2 separate regions of the Mus musculus genome follow, and region 2 is linked to region 1. Evidence: chromatin contacts called from public HiChIP or PLAC-seq data. All regions are on one chromosome and are shown on one strand. Each heading gives the region's core, a stretch centred on a gene start, on an enhancer-like site or on the middle of the called end of the contact. The rest is flanking DNA. Distances are from core to core; before and after follow the strand shown. Region 1 holds the start of 0610010F05Rik (RIKEN cDNA 0610010F05 gene). Region 2 has its middle 12 kb from the start of Gm39612.

Evidence for each region. HiChIP or PLAC-seq counts read pairs in DNA pulled down with a chosen protein or histone mark.
Region 2: an H3K4me3 HiChIP or PLAC-seq map of bone marrow-derived macrophages shows a contact between it and region 1, with 7 times the contacts expected there. The contact joins the enhancer-like site here to the promoter of 0610010F05Rik in region 1. A contact is called at or near these places in 4 of 115 datasets of contacts at active chromatin or transcription factors (the 230-238 cell line, bone marrow-derived macrophages, embryonic stem cells and 1 more) and 2 of 9 other capture datasets (adipose tissue and liver).

What each region holds. Positions count from the first base shown.
Region 1 is chr11:23,632,193-23,635,427 of GRCm38.p6, forward strand. It overlaps 0610010F05Rik (RIKEN cDNA 0610010F05 gene), which reads right to left and starts at 1,439. Exons shown (of 22, transcript NM_027860.3): 1 at 1,301-1,439.
Region 2 is chr11:23,829,208-23,832,466 of GRCm38.p6, forward strand. No RefSeq gene overlaps it. Among named protein-coding and RNA genes, the nearest start is that of Gm39612, 12 kb to the left of the region's middle. Within about 2 kb of position 1,289, at least 5 of the 459 cell types and tissues checked have an H3K27ac peak or open chromatin away from gene starts, as enhancers often do. A contact at or near this core is called in bone marrow-derived macrophages and microglia, where this site is marked.

The DNA of each region.
Region 1 (3,235 bases), core at 189-2,688:
GTTTAGGATGGGAATGGAGATGTGCGAGGCCCTGGGTTGGACAACCAGCACTGGAAAGGAGAAAAGGCGACTAAACAGTTTAAAGTAGAACTCAAGACAAAGACCCCTTGTGTGCTGCTTTTTCACTTTTAACTTTCAGATATTTAATTAAAATTTATTTTCTGTTTTTGGTGGTGGTGGTGGCAGTGTACTCCACAAATGAGCTAAGTTCCCAGCACTTAATTAAAATAACAAGAAAGATGTCTCCATCAAATTCTTAAAAACTTGTATATTTCAAATATAATACTCATTTATTCGTGGTAATGGATGATTTAAGTAACTTGGGTGTGAATTTTTTTTCTGTTGACACAATTGAATCTTTCCAATCAAGGGAAAAAAACTACTGTGTATTCTAGTTAAACTAATCTCTGAGAATGTTTCCTTTAGGGTATGAATAACATACAGTCTTAGAACAGCTGGCACATGCATCTCATTCTGGAGAAAGGTATAAACGTATAAAAAACTATGACCAAAAGAAAATATCTAAAACTCAAAATTATCCTCTCATGCATGACACCATACTTTAAAAGTGTTTAAGGTATAATATATTTAGTAAATAAATAACATTATTTACTAAAATATAAAAATTCTATTGTTTTAACATTTTACACCTTTAAAGAACATAACCTATTCCTTATTTTGGCTTATTCATATGGACAAGCATCTGCTTTTCATTTTTCAATGAAAAGGGGGCTCTTGATCTTTCCCTAGGCAGAGGAGGGAGTGGAGGTGGGGGGTGGTCACAGGGACAGGTGGAAGGCCTCTGGCACAGCAGAGGGAGGCTGTTAGTCCTGATCTACAACAGACTTCCTGACTCTCATCCACACGTGTGACCCAGCCGGTTGGCTCTGATTCTGAAAGACCGGACATCACTGCCCACCCGGGTAAGTAGCCTTTCCAAGCCCGGGTCCGAGGCTCCCTGCGCGGCGCGTCCTCGGGACCGGGATTCCGCGGCGTGGACACCGACTCGAGGCGCGGGCTGGAGAGGAGCAGACAAAGGCATCGGAAAGCAGCCTGGCGGGGACTGTGAGGGCCGGAGTCCGGCGACCGAAGCTGGGCTCCGTCGCCAAGAGCGTAGGCGAGGGCGGCGGCGGGACGGGGCCGCAGGCAGCGCCCGGGCGTCCGCGGGCTTCCGGGCAGCGGGGCCCCGCACCGCCCGCCCGCCCGCCAGTCCGCCCGCCCGGATGGGCAGCGGCGCTCCCGGCCCTCGCCCCACTCCAGCTTCCGAGTGGGTGCCCCAGCCTCTCAGCGTCTCTCTCACCTCCACAGGGCCGCGGCGGCCCTCACCGCGCCGGTGTCACCTGCAGCGGCCAGCACCGCCCGCGCTCGCGCCCAGAACGGCGCGACCCGGCGCACACGCCAGGCTGAGGCGGCCTCACGAGCCGCGGCCGCACCCGCCTGCGCCCGCTAGCCAGCCGCCCAGCAAGAGCGCCGAGGGGCGGGGCCTGATCGACGCGCCCGGGCCAATCGCAAGCTAGCGCCGCAGCAGAGCATCCAATGAGCGACGAGATCCTGCGGGTGGGCGGGTGCGGGCGGTGCCAGAGTGCAGCCCACCGCTGCACAGAGCCTGCTCTTCACCCTGCCCTCTCTGGCTCGTCCTCTCTGGCCTGTCGCAGTGCAGCGTCCCCACTCTCTTAGCGTCATGTCTCTTAGCGACTAGGTCCTCAGCGCTTGATCTTGAACGTGGGAGATAAAGGGAGCTCGAATGAAAAGAATAAATCTTTCCCTGTCACTCATTTTGCTATAAGCTGCTTAGGTTCAACAGAAAAAATATATGATTGGATAGGGCGTTGGCTGGGACTTAGAAACATACTGTAAACTGAAAAGCTGGCGACTTCTCAGATATAGTGTGGCAAATGTTCCAGTGTTAAACTTGGAAGGCTGATTGATGTTCAGTCTTAGAGCACTGATGGAAATGTATTAGTGGCCAGATGTGAGTTTTCGTTGGCAATCACTCCATGGTTCTGGCAAGATTAAACTAAAACAGTGTCCACTAATAAACCTGTTTGCAAGCAGAGAGAGACAGAGACAGAGAGAGAGAGAGAGAGAGAGAGAGAGACAGAGAGAGAGAGAGACAGAGACAGAGACAGAGACAGTGAGAACGAGCAATGTATTCAGTGTAAGCTGTATATCAAAAAGAATATAAGTAACTCTCAATGTTATGGTTTCGATCAAATCTTCATTTCTTTTTTGTTTCCCAGAGGAAGTTGAACGTTTGTTTGTTTTTTGTTGTTGTTTATTGTTTTCTCTTCAATCGCCTTATCTGCCAAGGCTTTCCTCCTACCACTCAAATAGATCTCCCTTCCCACTGGGGGGAGGTGGTCTCAATGTGCAGGTAGAGTCCAAATTATGCCCAAGGAATGAGGCTTCCACATTTGATAATGGGCCTCAGACCTCAGCGAAGCTCCGAGTAGCACGGTGAGAGAAGCACTTGGATCATTTCGCAGGCTCAGGCTTCCTGCTGGGAGCGAATGGTCCCTGTCTTGCTCTCAGGAGAACATGTGTTCACATTCAGCTTGAACTTCAGTGGCTGCACATAGAGCTTTCGACCTCCAAGTCAGATAAGTGTGGCAGCAGATAAGCCACGGTTTCTGCTTTATGAATGCTTCGTGATGCCCAGGTTTTTGTAACCAGACTTGTGAAGGGCTCATTTGTCAAATTAATGCATGCAGTAAAGGAAGCCTATCATCCATGGAACATTTATATATGCCAGGTATGCATCTGTTATCTACTTTAATCAACATGGCACACTACGAAGGTTATACAATTACTTTTTCTTTTCTTTTCTTTTTTTTTTTTTTGGTTTTTCGAGACAGGGTTTCTCTTTATAGCCCTGGCTGTCCTGGAACTCACTCTGTAGACCAGGCTGGCCTCGAACTCAGAAATCCACCTGCCTCTGCCTCCCGAGTGGTGAGATTAAAGGTGTGCGCCACCATGCCCGGCTACTCTTTTTTTTAAACAATAAAATAAAATACAAGATAAAACAAAAATTAACACACCAGAATTGGACAAACAGAAGAAAAAGAGACAAGAGAAAGCACAAGAGACAGAGACCAGCTTGCTCACACAGCAATCCCATAAAAACACTAAACTGAAAGCCATAATATATGTGCAGAGGGCCTGTTGCAGCCCTGTGCATGCTGCTTCAGTCTCTCAAGTTCTTGTGTGCTTGGCCATGTTGGTTTAGAGGGCCTTG
Region 2 (3,259 bases), core at 39-2,538, 200 kb after region 1:
GAACACACACACCTATGGTCACTTGATCTTTGACAAAGGAGCTAAAACCATCCAGTGGAAAAGAGACAGCATTTTCAACAAATGATGCTGGTACAACTGATGGTTATCATGTAGAAGAATGTGAATTGATCCATTCTTATCTCCTTGTACAAAGCTCAAGTCTAAGTGGATCAAGAAACTCCACATAAAACCAGAGACACTGAAATTTATAGAGGAGAAAGTGGGGAAGAGCCTCGAAGATATGGGCACAGGGGAAAAATTCCTGAACATAACAGCAATGGCTTGTGCTGTAATATCGAGAATCAACAAATGGGACCTCATAAAACTGCAAAGCTTCTGTAAGGCAAAAGACACTGTCAATAAGACAAAAAGATTGGGAAAGGATCTTTACCAATCCTAAATCCTATAGGGGGACTAATATCCAATATATACAAAGAACTCAAGAAGCTGGACTCCAGAAAATTAAACAACCCTTTTTAAAAATTGGGTATAGAGCTGAACAAAGAATTCTCAACTGAGGAATATTAAATGGCTGAGAAGCACCTAAAAAATGTCCAACATCCTTAATCATCAGGGAAATGCAAATCAAAACAAATCTGAGATTCCACCTCACACAAGTCAGAATGGCTAAGATCAAAAATTCAGGTGACAGCAGATGCTGTCGAGGATGAGGAGAAAGAGGAACACTCCTTCATTGGTATTGCAAGCTGGTACAACCACTCTGGAAATCAGTCTGGCAGTTCCTCAGAAAGTTGGACATAGTACTATCAGAAGATCCAGCAATACCTCTTCTGGGAATATACTCAGAAGATGTTCCAACTTGTAACAAAGACACATGCTCCACTATGTTCATAGCAGCCTTATTTATAATAGCCAGAAGCTGGAAAGAACCCAGTTGTCCCTCAACAGAAGAATAGATACAGAAAATGTGGTACATTTATACAATGGAGTATTACTAAGCTATTAAAACCAATGAATTTATGAATTTATGAAATTCTTAGGCAAATGGATGGATCTGGAGGATATCATCCTGAGTGAGGTAACCCAATCACAACAGAACACACATGATACGCACTCACTGATGAGTTGATATTAGCCCAGAAACTTAGAATACCCTAGATACAATTTGCAAAACACATGAAACTCAAGAAGAAGGAAGACCAAAGTGTGGATACTTCGTTCCTCCTTAGAATGGGGAACAAAATACCCATGGAAGGAGTTACAGAGACAAAGTTCAAAGCAGAGCTTGAAGGAACAACCAGAGATTGACTTACTTGGGGATCCACCCCATAAACAACCACCAAACCCAGATGCCAACAAGAGCTGACTGGAATCTGAAATAGCTGTCTCCTGCGAGGCTCTGCCAGTGCCTGGCAAATACAGAAGTGGATGCTCACAGTCATCCATTGGATGGAACATAAGGTCCCCAATGAAAGAGCCAGACAAAGTACCCAGGGAGCTTTAGGGGTCTGAAGCCCCATAGGAGGAACATTAATATGAACTTACCAATACCCCCAGAGCTCCTTAGAACTATACTACCAATCAAAGAAAACACATGGAGGAACTTGTGGCTCTAGCCATACATGTAGCAGAGGATAGCCTAGTTGTTCGTCAATGGGAGGAGAGGCCCTTGGTCCTGTGAAGGCTCTATGCCCCAGTATAGGGGATACCAGGACCAGGAATGGACGTGGGTGGGTTGTGGAGCAGGGGGAGGTGGGAAGGGATTGGGGATTTTTGGAGGGGAAACTAGGAAAGGGGATAACATTTGAAATGTAAATATAGAAAATATCTAATAGAAAATTAGTATTCAGCTACTATGGAGTAAGATCCATCTCAACCTGTACCCACAGCAAATATAATATTGTCTGCCATTATGCTTTTCAAAATCTCCCCTCCTTAATGTCTGCAGCCCCTGAGCATAAGATGGAAGCACCATTGTAAGATTCCATGGGAAGTCTGGGTGGAAATGCAAACTACAGGATACCTTCTATTCCTCTACCTGCTATCTTCTATTAATCCGATTTTGAAAAAAGAATTTTTCTTTTCAGAGGGACAATCATTAAAATGCAGGAGCAGGTAGCAATGATCTTTGAGGGACTACTGACTGACAAGATGATGTGGAGGGAAACTTTTGGAGGATTGAGACTATGTCCCGTCAAGGAGTACAGATAATATGAAAGGCACCAATCAGTCATATACTCTGGTGTCTTATTTTGCCTGTAAAGATTTGTGGAAATCACTACCCCCCCCCCTTTTTTTTTAATCAGGAATGACTTAGCTCTGGAAATCTACACATTAGAAGGTCCTCCTTTCAATCACTAATGACATAAGAGAAATTACTCAAGGTGGCCCAGGGAGTCATGGCTTATTCAAAGGTGCTCAGCCTGATGTGAGGCAGAGACTGTCTTAGAGCAAAGGACAGATCTCACATGTATATGTGTTGTGGAATGGGGCTTGATCCTATAAAATATGCAAGTAGAGACTTCAAAGAGGTGAAGTGTGTGGACAACTTGCTCAAGCATGGGACATGCTGGTGACTTCTCATTACTGGACATTCTCTCAGGGGTGATTTCCCCAAGTTCAGTGAAATCTTGAATCAATGAGAAACAATGGATTCTTTCTAGAATAAAAATTTTAAATTTGAGAAAGACCATGTGTTAGTCTTCCTGAATCAAATGTTCACGTTTCTGCTGTCTTTCCAGTTGAACAAAATACTACCTTATCTGCTGAGACTGGCTAGGTTAAAATGCCCATTTCCAAACATCTTGTGGTAACATGGATGGAAACATGTTTATACTCAAAACTAGTAGAGTTGATTGTTTAGAGAACACACACACAAACACACACACCAGATTGGATAAATCTATGAATTTTTAAAATCCCTTTTCTATGGATTCAACCCATTCTAGGTAAAAAAATATTTGGACAGTGTACTGTCTAGTTTTGTGTCAACTTGACACAGGCTGGAGTTATCTCAGAGAAAGGAGTTTCAATTGGGGAAATGCCTCCACGATGTCCAGCTGCAAGGCATTTTTTCTCAATTAGTGATCAAGGGGGGAGGTCCCCTTGTGGATGGTGCCATCTCTGGGCTGGTAGTTTTGGTTCTATAAGAGAGCAGGCTGAGCAAGCCAGGGGAAGCAAGCCAGTAAGTAACATCCCTCCATGGCCTCTGCATCAGCTCCTGTTTCCTGACTTGCCTGAGTTCCAGTCCTGACTTCCTTTGGTGATTAACAGCAATGTGGAAAGTATAAGCCGAATA